Regions from separate parts of the Mus musculus genome. Here all the other regions are linked to region 1. A link is a contact called in public promoter capture Hi-C data. All regions are on one chromosome and are shown on one strand. Each heading gives the region's core, a stretch centred on a gene start, on an enhancer-like site or on the middle of the called end of the contact. The rest is flanking DNA. Distances are from core to core; before and after follow the strand shown. Region 1 holds the start of Dcun1d5 (DCN1, defective in cullin neddylation 1, domain containing 5 (S. cerevisiae)). Region 2 holds the start of Kdm4d (lysine (K)-specific demethylase 4D). Region 3 holds the start of Ankrd49 (ankyrin repeat domain 49). Region 4 holds the start of Med17 (mediator complex subunit 17).

Region 1 (2,700 bases), core at 145-2,644:
CCTGTACTAAGGCATATAAAGTTTGTTAGACCAAAGGGCCTCTCTTTCCAGTGATGGCCAACTACGCCATCTTCTGCTACCTATGCAGTTAGAGACATAGGTTCTGGGGGTACTGATTAGTTGATATTGTTGTTCCAGGCTGTCTTGTTGTAATGGTAGTATTTGTCACTTTAAGTGTCGACCATTAATACAAAAACAACTCAAAGTGTATGGGAAGAAGCCCACTTCTCAAAGCTAAATCGCAATGACTTTCTGAGGAATGAATCTGTGATGATTGAGTATATGCCACAAAGCGAGTAAAGGGCTCTAACTTACAGTTCTGCTTTGTTTTCTTTTCCCCTAAGAGAACATGGAGCACAATAGCTTGCTAACGCCTAAAAGGAGGTTGAGAGCTACCAGCGTCTTAATGCCAGAAAACAAAAACCACAAGGGCCTTTTCCAATTAAGTGTACGGAACTGGTACAGGTGAAGTGGAGGCATTGGTGCGTCCAGAAGCCTAGGCTCCAGCGATTTAAAAGGCCTCCTGCTGGGATCGTCCAGGTTAGGCCACTTTAAATGCTAACTCGGGAGACCAATTATAGCAAAGGCTTTCTTTCCATCATTCCCAAGGCAGCTGTCAAAACTCTTCAAGCTCTGCTCCTTTTTTCACACTCTGACATTTAACAATGTGGGGACCAAGCCAATTCTGCTCGATTTAGTGTGACACAAGGACGCCGTGAATCTTGGCAGATCCGCGCTCACTTCTCGGTTGGGAAATTTGATGGAGAATGCATACGTACGGTCGTCTGTTTCCTACCCTCTGGGCACGCAGACAACAAAGTGGGACGAATCTCAGAGCTTGTCCAAGTACGACAGAGAGCACGTACAGGCGAACACGCGGTTCGGTCCCGCGCGGAGCGGAGACTGGGCGCCTCACCGACCGCCTCGCCTGAGAGGGCTCGCCCCTCTCCTCCCGGCTAGCGGCCTGTCCGGCCCCGGGGGAAGGAGAGAGCCAGCGGGGTGGGGACAGGCAGTACCTGGGGATTTTACACTTTTTGAGGCCCGCGTCTTCCGCGACCGCCGCTGCCACTCCGGGAGCTTTTCTCTTCTTCTTCACTGGCATCTTCCGCCTTCCCCGGCAAGGTAGACAGGGCGGCCGGGGAGGGGTATCGCGCTCCGCCGCAGGCCCCGCAGCGCCGGCTCCCGCCTGCCGGGGACCGCAGCGGAGGCCCGAGGCGCGACCCCGCCCCGGGTCTCCTCTTTAGGGGCGGTTCCGGGCAGCGCAGCGCTAAGGCCGGCGGTGTCGCGGCTCGGGCTTTTCCAGGAGCAGCGAACGCCGACAGCGCGGCACCTACAGTAGCAGCGAAGAGCAGGCGGCTTAGCCTGACCCGGAAGCGGATGGCTCTGGACCGGAAGTGACGTAGAAAGGAAGCTCGCAGGGCCTGGAGCGGTCTCTCTACTTTGGGATTTTTTGTCTCTGCAGGTGGAGCCTGAATCTCCGGAGATTTTCTGGCGGGTTTCCAGCGGGAAGTCCTTTCTAGAAATCATAAACGCTCCACAGCTGGCGAGCGAAGTAATCTGGTGAGGAGCCATGCGTGAGTGTGCCCACTCCTGACGTGCAACCGCTCCAGTTTTTTCGGGTGTTCTTGGTGGGCCTGAGATCAACTTCTCGCGCTCCTTGTCCTTTTCTCCCTCATGCTCAGGGTCAGTTTATGGCTTCCTCCTGTGCTGAGGCAACGCCTCCATGTTTTACTTCTGAGGAACTCTCCTCTTGGATAAGAGACTGGGAAACGGACTGACTTATTACAGAGGATTTGGGGAACTGTTCTAATGGGCTGCTCTCAAGAAACAGTAATCACGTCACTTCTAATGGAAATACTGCTTATAAGAAAGGTTTGCTAGGTAAAATTATCTCATAGAAGATTCTTAGTGAATGAAGTCCATGTTTGTAACCCAACTGTGACAGAAGACTGTTTCTTTAAATTCTATCCCTGTGGTTCTGTGACTGCATCGTGGGACCCTAATCTAGTCAAGGAGAAAGAAAAAAACCGGTTGTTGTAATGAGTCCTGGATACATAATATGCCCTGGAATTCACAAGTTTCCTGAGAGAGGACACTTCAATGTTTGGTGCATATAGTTAATGTTTTTTTAACAGTGAACATAATGTTCAAACCTATAACCCATTCGACTCTATTATAAACAATGCACGAAACATTGTTTTTACATGAAAATTATAAAATGTAAGCTCTAAAACAGAACTCCCTACAGGAAGTAGACAACTGAAAGATGAAGGGTTTTTTTTTTGTTTGTTTGTTTTATATATGTATTTATTGTGGGGGCACTTGTGTGCCAGTGCTGGGATGACAACTTGAAAGTTCATTTTCTCCATCAATCTTGTCACTCTTGAGGTGGAACTCAGGTTGTGAGACTTGGGAAGGGACATTATGTCTGTGTACAGAAAAGCACCTAGTTATGTGATTTAATTTTTTCTGCTGCTCGTGATAGTTCTTGATTTTCTATATAGTAAATAATGAGAAGCTATGAGGGTGCTGAGTTCTTTGTTATGTGGTCTAATTTTCTTTGACTAAGTCACAAGAAGGAAAGGAAAGGAAGTAGTATTAAAACAAAAGGGTATTCTGGTTTAGATCCTAAGGTACTCATCAACTTTATGAAGAAAAATCTTAAAAATGCATTTTAGCCGTCTGTTAGTAGAGTGGCAC
Region 2 (2,713 bases), core at 30-2,529, 7.3 Mb before region 1:
AACTCTTATTCAGTATAAATAACTACTATGAAGATCTGAGTTAGTGCTTCTGTTCTGGCTGGGTAGCCCTGGGCAAGTCTTCTAGCTCGTTTCTGTCATTTGTGGAATGCCGACATTTCTATAGTATTATGAGATTCCCATACATGATGTCAGATCTTGCACAACAGTGTAGTGTAGCTTTTAAAATAAATGACTTAAAAAAATGTTATCCCACTAGCACTAGCTTCTCTGAGATTTTATTTTATTCTTTTTTAAAAAAAATTTATTCTTTTTTTTTTTTTTTTTTAATTATAGGATCTCACAATGTAACTGTCCGGCCAAGATTTGCTGTTCTACCAGAAACCTCACACTACAGCAAAGAACCCAATAAAAAACAAATTTCTTTTAAAGTCACAGTCAAACTTATTATGTTAAAATTTGTTTAAAGTCCCCAGTGACATTTACATGGGCAACCATTACCCCAGAATCTTGTTGACTCAATTTTCTTCTAAAGCAGTTACCACAACATTTATCAAGGCTGTAACTTCCGCGATGCTCAGAAAATCGGAACTCCACCCAACCAAGTATCAAGAACCCATCCTGAACTGGGTATGATGGGGGTACTCCTGTGATTCCAGAGCTTGGGAGGTGAAAGCAAAAGAATCGGGAGTTCGAAGCTAGCCTAGGCTACAAGAGAACCTTTGCCATTTTTAGCTGTCAAATAAGAATTGCAGCCTAACTGCAGGGCTACTAAATCTCCGTTAGCTTAAGCAGCTGCTCACACAGATCGTGTGTGAAGTGGGAGTTTCTCCCCATCCCACCCTCCTTTGCTTTTCTCAGTGTCTGAGGCGCTGCACCGGTGACCGCCCCGGGCTCGGCTTCAGCTCCGGACCACCATCCCTGCACCGCGGCCTGTACGATCGTCACGGGCTGCGGCGGCGACTCGGCTCCCCGGTGCCACCCACACAAGAACCACAAACCACCATGCCCGGCTGCTCACTCTGGCGGGGGTCCTACGCAGCACCTTCCGAAACTCACTCATGAACCAATGCGACCCTTAGCTCCCAGAAATCTCGGCGCCGGGGGCGCCAGGCCCAAGACCGGAAACAAAATGCAGAGCTTCCAGTTTTTACACCAGGGGCTCGGTTGAGACCCGGAAGCAAAACCTTCGCACTTCCAATGGCTGTGGAGAAGATGCGAACTCCACACCCGGAAGCAATTCCGGAGTTGTGTGTGTGTTTTTTTTTTTTTTTTTTTTAAACCGTCTCTCACAGGCTGACGCAGTGACCAATCAGCAAAGACACGGGAAAAAGATGGAATGACGTTGCCTAGGGGCGGAGCCAAGGCAGCTTAGGGGGCGGGCGTTTGAAACCGGTGCTTCATAGTCGACCCCAAATATCATCTTTTTTCCTTTGCGAACCAATTACTTAATCTCTCTTGCGTCTTTTCCTTTCCCGACCCCCTCCCAGACTCGTTCGCTGCGGTTCTGCGAGGACGGAGGCGCCAGGAGCCGGTCCGCGTCTCGCAAGAGAGATGTGAGGAGAGCTTGCCAACTGACCGACCCAACGGCTCCTGCTCCTCAGTAGACCCCGCAGCCTAGGGACTAGAGTTGTCACTTAAGTGGATATGAAGAAGGCGCAAATAAGTACGGGGGCAGCCACGAGCTTTCCAAAGGTACCATTCCTGCGAAACCACTAGCCTTGAAGGCAAGGGTTATAGTCGCATTGCTTGTTAAGATATATAAATATATAGATATATAGCTATATGCATTAAGCGTTGTAGCGTGAGGGGAGATGCTTGTGAGCGTTTACGATAGTGACAATTTATGGAGCAGTGGGCCTAACTGCCAGGAGGAGCACGAGATGGGATTAAGATGGCTTCGCCAACGTTGTCTTGTGCCCCATCATTGAGATCTTGGGGACGGCCGATGCTCGGTAAAGAGGATTCTGTTCTCCAGTTTATCTCAAGTGGAAGGGTCTCCTAAAATTGAACATTTCCGTTCTTTTCTGTCCTTCCTTTGGAACTTTTAAATGAAGAAAGAGAATTAGAAAAGAACCCACTCCCTCCCGAATGTGCCCGCTCCCCAAGTAGAAGGTGAAAGCTTCATATTTTTGCCCTGAGCCTCACACAAAGGACACCGCTTTCACATTAGTGACTCAAACCCAAAGATGGAGACCCTCTTCCTTCCCTCGTCACATCCTGTTCACCTGCCACTCTTGTCCAGTATTGTGAAAATTACCCTGAAGTTCCTTTGCTTGTCACCACACTCCTTCAGGCCACTGTCATTTCCTCTTGATTTGTAATTGCTTTCATAGGGACTTTCCTAGTTTTGCACAAACAGAGTGATTTTTTCAGATTACCAGGTAGTGGTTTTGACACTTAGGATAAAACAGCCTCTTGCTTTTACTTACACAGTCTGCCTCCTGCCTGCCTTTAGTCACAGGCACACCACACTCAAGATACACTCAACTGGACATTTCTGTTTCTTTCAACAAGGCAGGATTCCATTGTTTCATTTGAGTTTTGAGCCAAGCTCTTACAGTGCAGCCCAGGCTGGCTTTCAACTTAAGTTCAGGCATGCATTCATCTGTTTTTAAAGACTTGGGACTGTGTTCTTCACCTCTGCCTCCAAGACACCTGTAACTCGGTTCTTCAGGGCATAGCTTAGTGCTGCTTCCTCTGTGAGGTTTCCCCTGACATCTCTACTGGTCCCCACTTCCTCCCTTGCAAAAGT
Region 3 (2,725 bases), core at 127-2,626, 7.6 Mb before region 1:
CTTCCTAACATTAAACAGCTAATTTTGACCAAGAACTTGAAACCAGAGTGGAAGACACCACTCGTGTTCAAGGATTTTCTTCTGCCACCTGACTTCTATAGTCCTTTTATTTCTTTCCATTTTGTTCAAATTCACTTCAACTAGGGTAACTTACTCTAAAGGACTATTTATAGACTCGAGACTAAGACAAAGCCAGAGAGCATGAGCCTCCCTGCATGGCCATGTAATTACTGCAACACATTCATCTATTGCTCCACCTCATTATTTATTTATTTATTGCTAATAAGCATAAGTATGTGCTTTTAATTATGCATGACAGACGTTTTGGGGGATACTCTATCCATTATTAAATTCTGTTGCTGTTTATATTAAAATATCACTTTTCTCGTAAGGTCATCACAATTAATATGTCAGGCTTACAGTGGATCTGTGGGGCTCATTTTTATAGTAGAGTTCCTCTGTACCAGGTTCCTCTCCAAGTGTTCAGGTATGTCAGAAAAACCACTCGAATCCAAACTCTAAAAATAAATACCAAAATGCACATATTATAAAGGTTGCACATATTTCACTAACATGAGCTCAGTTGCAGGGTAGACTTTTTGAACAAGCGCTAGTGATTTTGAGAAAGTCCTATGTACGTCTTCAACACTTACTATAATTGTTTCATGACCTAAGAACAGAAAGCCACATCCTGAAGTGAAGTCCTAATTGCACTATCACTACTATTTCTCTACTATCTTCTTCATGAGATTGGTGTGTAGTAAACCCCTGGACAGGAAAAATGAAACGTAACTTTCTACGTGCATAATTTAAGCTGCTCCGCGCAGGACTTTGAATCAGAGGCCACCCCATACTCTTAACACTAACATGGGTTTTATGGGGCAGCCCACATTTAAAGACAGAATAAATAACCAACACATGGTCTAAGTGGAACACCTCGCATCCCCAGCTCGGCGAAGGCGGCGCTGCCACTACAGGAGACCTCCCACCCGCGGGACTCCGAGGCGGACTCCGAGGCGGAACGCAGAGCCCGCATCCCTCCATGCCCACCCGGCCCGTCTTCCCTAACGGCCCCACGCACTCGGGGCTTCCGTTCGCCCCGGACCCGCACGCTACAAGACCGTAGCAAAGCCTAAGTTACCCAACATGGACTTGTCAGAGTCGACCAGGGAGGCCACAAGCCATCTCTACCTCAGGAAAAGGGGGCGGGAGTCTCCAGAACCACAAGAAAACCGCTCCCAGAAACCTGAATTAGGCGCGGGAGAGCGGCATCCGTACTTCTCGCGAGATCCATTGATGACGTGACATCACAGAATGTCTAGATTCTCATTGGCTACAGAATGGCTCCGTCACCTCACAGGAGCCAATCCTGAGCAGCGAAGGGGCGAACCCGGAAAGGAAGTTCTCGGTGAGGTTCTCTCTGTGAAAGGTGAGGCGCGTGTCCGGAGCGGTGGGGCGGGCGGCTGTGGGCGGCCGGCCACCTCGCAGGTAGCATCGTGGCAGAGTCTTCGCTTTGCGATTCGGAAGGCCTCGCCTGCTAGACCAAAGACCTTTCTTCCCTGCTTCCCCTGACGATCGCCCCAGAAGCCTCGGTTTTGTGTTTTCAGAGAACCTTGAAGAAAGTGCAGTAGAAATGATTTGGAGCCTTGAGTTAGAGCAGACCCCCTCAGGACCTCAGAAGGGCCCGTGTACCGCAGCGACAGTGATCTGTCAGTACCCGAGCGCAGGCCTCTGAAATGGGGGGCTCCACCCAATGAGATGAGAACTGGAACAGTTGCTATCTCTCTCAAAATGGAGGGTTCCCTTTAAATTAGGAAATGCATCCTATTCCTCCATAATAGTATGCATCGAGCTTTATACCCAGAGTCGAGATACATTTGGGTTTGATTTTTTAATTAAGCATACCAAGACAATAAGTTAAGAATTAATATGAAGGAGTTTTCAGGTGTGGGAAGGGGGGCTGCGATCTGTGCCATATTTTGGTTAGTGACATCTGTTAAGCGCTTAATGAATTGGTGTATAGTAGCTTTTTAAAAAATGAGTTTGAAGTGAAAGGAAATATTGAAAATGTTAAGAAAATAGTTCTGATAGTTCTTTTAAAAAAGAAAAAAGAAAAACACAATGCTGCCAAAACCTTAACAAATCCCTTAATGGAGTTTATAGGCCCTAAGAAGTCATTGGTCATGATTCTGATACTCTTGTCACTAGTGATGAAGCTTAATTGGACAATGGAATATTAAACTTGAAATTAAGTAGAACAAATCTATGAGGAGTGTGTATAACTAAGTTCCTCTTAGAGGCCATTCAGAGCAAGATTAAATGATAGGTCTTAAGTTTAATGATACAAATAGTTCTTAATGCAGGTTACATACAAATGGCATAATAATCTGTGTTAAAGATGGCCTATCCTTAAAAGCTTAATAGCAAAACAATATAAGACATAGCACCTGAAATAATAAACATTAGATTCTAATTGGGTCAACAGAAAGAAGTGGTAACACTAACAATAGCAACAAAAAACTGCCAAATTCAACAAATATGGTTAAAAGATTGATGGTTTTCAAAGTAACTTCTCATTTTCTTTAAGGCTTATGTGCTAGGTAACTCTTGAAGTTGATGTCAGTGTATAAATTAATATGGCAGTTTATCAGAAGACTAATCTTTTAGGACTGGGTGAACTATGGTCCTCCTGTGTACTCACTGTCAGGACTCCATCAGTTTTAAC
Region 4 (2,700 bases), core at 102-2,601, 8.1 Mb before region 1:
ACAGCTATGCTAACGCCTCCATCTACACTTCATTGTGGGAAGCCAGGGCCCAAGGACTTGACAAATGATTTCTAGACAAGGCAAGGTTGTTCAGGAGCCCAAGATTAGACTCAAAGTGGTATCAAAGGCCAGCCTAGTCTACAGAGTGAGTTCCAAGACAGCCAGGGCTACACAGAGAAACTCTTAAAACAAACAAACAGAAAACGAAATGGCTGGACAGAAGTATAGGGGTTAGTACCTATCAAGCTGTGGGGCACTGTTGCCAACCAGCTAATGTTCCTTGCTTTTTCTGGTGCAGCCTGCAGGCTGAAAGTAAGAAAGGCCACTCAGTGAAAGACATTGCTGGACATGACATCCTAACACCATGAGGAAAGGAGAGTGCCTCTTGGTGGACCACCTGAGGAGTAGCCTGCTCATACAACCCAAGACGGGGTATTTGGGCCAATCACAGCCATTTGTTTGGCTAAACACCGGTGTCTTTTGTTTATATGTGTACATGTCTGTGAATGTGTGAGTGTATGCGTGTAAGGGTGGCTGCATGTCTGGAGAGATAGCATAGTCCTCCATTTATCATTAAGCCACCAGTCACAGGTCTGCACAAAGCCCTGGCCCAAGCTGTGCTTACTGGGCCAGGACAATCAGTTGCAATCTTTCGTGTAGGCATATCTGAGTGTTCTTGGAGTGTTTAAGACAGCTGGTGCAGTTTGGATGGTAGTCCTGCTAGCTGTTTGACTCGGTCTTCTTTGCTGGAGGCAGCTCCATCAACAGAGAGACTCAAACAGCTGCGAATTATAGTTAACTACCGTCGACAGTCTTTGTGAGTGCTTACATAAATGTAAAGCCCTTACGTACGTCTTCATCGTTAACTTCACGAATGTAAAGTCACCTAGGGGAAACACCTCTGGGAGTATGTTCCCAGAGAGGTTTAACTAGGAAGTGAAAACCTACCCGGAAAGTGAGTGGACTCATCCCACGGACGGGCTCCCAGACCGAATCAGCGGGAGTGCTGGTGTGTGTGCTGCGTGTCTCAAAAATCAAATAACTAACCAACTAACAAAAAAGCTGCGTGTCTCAATAACTAATCAACAAATTAATCAGGCCAGCAAGAAAGCTATTTCAAAAACCAAGCAACCAATTAAACAAACAAACAAACAAACAAACAAACTACAACGCCCAGCGTATCTACATAAACCCAGCCCACTCCACTTGCACTGCAGCGGCTGAGCCCGGTCAGCCGGAAGTTCCTGGCTCTCACGTGCAACCTACAGGAAATGTCCGGGCAGCTGGCCCTTCGCGCATGCTCATAGTGTTCCGCGAGACGCTGCGCGGAGGATTGTGGGGCAGCAGTGGGTAGTTTGCTTCCTCCCGGCCGCCGCGTCGGGCTTGCGGGAAGCTTGTTCCAGCCTTCCGTGTCGGTGCTGTACTCTGAGTCTCCGGCGAGTCGCCCTCAGGCCGCCGCCAGCATGTCGGGCGTGCGAGCCGTGCGCATCAGCATCGAGTCGGCCTGCGAGAAGCAGGTGCAGGAGGTGGGCCTTGATGGCACCGAGACGTACCTGCAGCCGCTGTCCATGTCGCAGAACCTGGCGCGCCTGGCACAGCGCATCGACTTCAGCCAGGGCTCTGGCTCTGAGGAGGAGGAGGCGGCAGGGCCTGACGGCGATGCGCCGGACTGGGGGGGCGCGGGAGCCGACCAGGACGACGAGGAGGGTGAGGCTTCGCCCTCGTTGCTGGTTCTATCCCAGGGTCTCCCCTAGGGTAAACTGTGTTTTGTGGTGGGTGGCCTTGAGAAGTATTGACAGCAGTGGGAAGGCCGACCCGGTCGGGACTCGGGGTCCTGTTCAGGCCAGGAGAAGAGGCATTCGCTTTTTTTTTTTTTTTTTTTTTTTTTTTTAATAAAGAACAGCTGAAAGCTTTTGGGGGTGATTTTAGGTGGAAACAGGTGATACTTAAAATGACCACTGAAACTTTGAGGTGAATGAATTACAAGAAAACAAAACTGAAGAGGGGGAGTTTGGAGAAGCAACCAGACTAGACTTTGGATTCTCCTTATTATCAAAAAAAACCAAAATTTGAAACCACAGTTTTCGATTTAGTGATGTGACAGAATCGGTTTAAGTGAGGATGTTCGTGTTTAGTGTGGTAATTCGCCAGGCAGAGGCAGTCAGATTAATGAAAAACATGAGCAAATAGACACCATCTCAATAAATAAAGAAAAATTTAAATGTAGTTTTCATAAATTTGACAGAAAGTTAAAACACCTGGGACTGAAGAGATGGCCCAGCAGTTAAGAGTACTGATTGCTCTTCCAGAGGTCCTGAGTTGAATTTCCAGCAACCACATGGTGGTTCACAACCATCTGTAATGGAATCCGATGCCCCCTTCTTTCTGGTGTGTCTGAAGACAGCGTCATTGTACTTACATCCATTAAATAAATAAATAAATCTTTTTTTTTTTTTTTTTTTTTAAATCTTAAACAAGCCCAACATTGTCATTATCCAGTGTTGGAAAGGCATGCCAGCTCAGTAGTTTTAAATGCAAAATTCTAAATGTGTATCACATTTGATCCATGAAATCCCCCACCCACAGAAAGAACTATAGAGCACAGGTATGTATTAAGATCCAGTACTGATGTCATTAGGAACATTTGACCTGTCTATTAAGGGACAGGCTTAAATGGCATGCCTCCTGGCTTCCAAATAT

What was found. Promoter capture Hi-C pulls out the DNA fragments that hold promoters and counts their contacts.
Region 2: a contact with region 1 is called in a promoter capture Hi-C map of pre-B cells, with 6 times the contacts expected there. The contact joins the promoter of Kdm4d here to the promoter of Dcun1d5 in region 1. A contact is called at or near these places in 2 of 39 promoter capture datasets (erythroid cells and pre-B cells) and 1 of 484 Hi-C or Micro-C datasets (CD4 T cells).
Region 3: a contact with region 1 is called in a promoter capture Hi-C map of erythroid cells, with 4 times the contacts expected there. The contact joins the promoter of Ankrd49 here to the promoter of Dcun1d5 in region 1. A contact is called at or near these places in 4 of 39 promoter capture datasets (cranial neural crest, erythroid cells, maxillary cranial neural crest and 1 more).
Region 4: a promoter capture Hi-C map of pre-B cells shows a contact between it and region 1, with 2.4 times the contacts expected there. The contact joins the promoter of Med17 here to the promoter of Dcun1d5 in region 1. A contact is called at or near these places in 3 of 39 promoter capture datasets (cranial neural crest, maxillary cranial neural crest and pre-B cells).

The regions. Positions count from the first base shown.
Region 1 is chr9:7,183,199-7,185,898 of GRCm38.p6, reverse strand. It overlaps Dcun1d5 (DCN1, defective in cullin neddylation 1, domain containing 5 (S. cerevisiae)), which reads right to left and starts at 1,394. Exons shown (of 8, transcript NM_029775.3): 1 at 1,017-1,394. The coding sequence starts at 1,102.
Region 2 is chr9:14,499,048-14,501,760 of GRCm38.p6, reverse strand. It overlaps Kdm4d (lysine (K)-specific demethylase 4D), which reads left to right and starts at 1,279. Exons shown (of 2, transcript NM_173433.2): 1 at 1,279-1,653. Cwc15 (CWC15 spliceosome-associated protein) reads right to left here and starts at 1,142. Exons shown (of 7, transcript NM_023153.3): 1 at 980-1,142.
Region 3 is chr9:14,783,224-14,785,948 of GRCm38.p6, reverse strand. It overlaps Ankrd49 (ankyrin repeat domain 49), which reads left to right and starts at 1,376. Exons shown (of 3, transcript NM_019683.4): 1 at 1,376-1,429. Mre11a (MRE11A homolog A, double strand break repair nuclease) reads right to left here and starts at 1,295. Exons shown (of 20, transcript NM_018736.3): 1 at 1,192-1,295; 2 at 421-518. The coding sequence starts at 440.
Region 4 is chr9:15,278,557-15,281,256 of GRCm38.p6, reverse strand. It overlaps Med17 (mediator complex subunit 17), which reads left to right and starts at 1,351. Exons shown (of 12, transcript NM_144933.2): 1 at 1,351-1,707. The coding sequence starts at 1,464.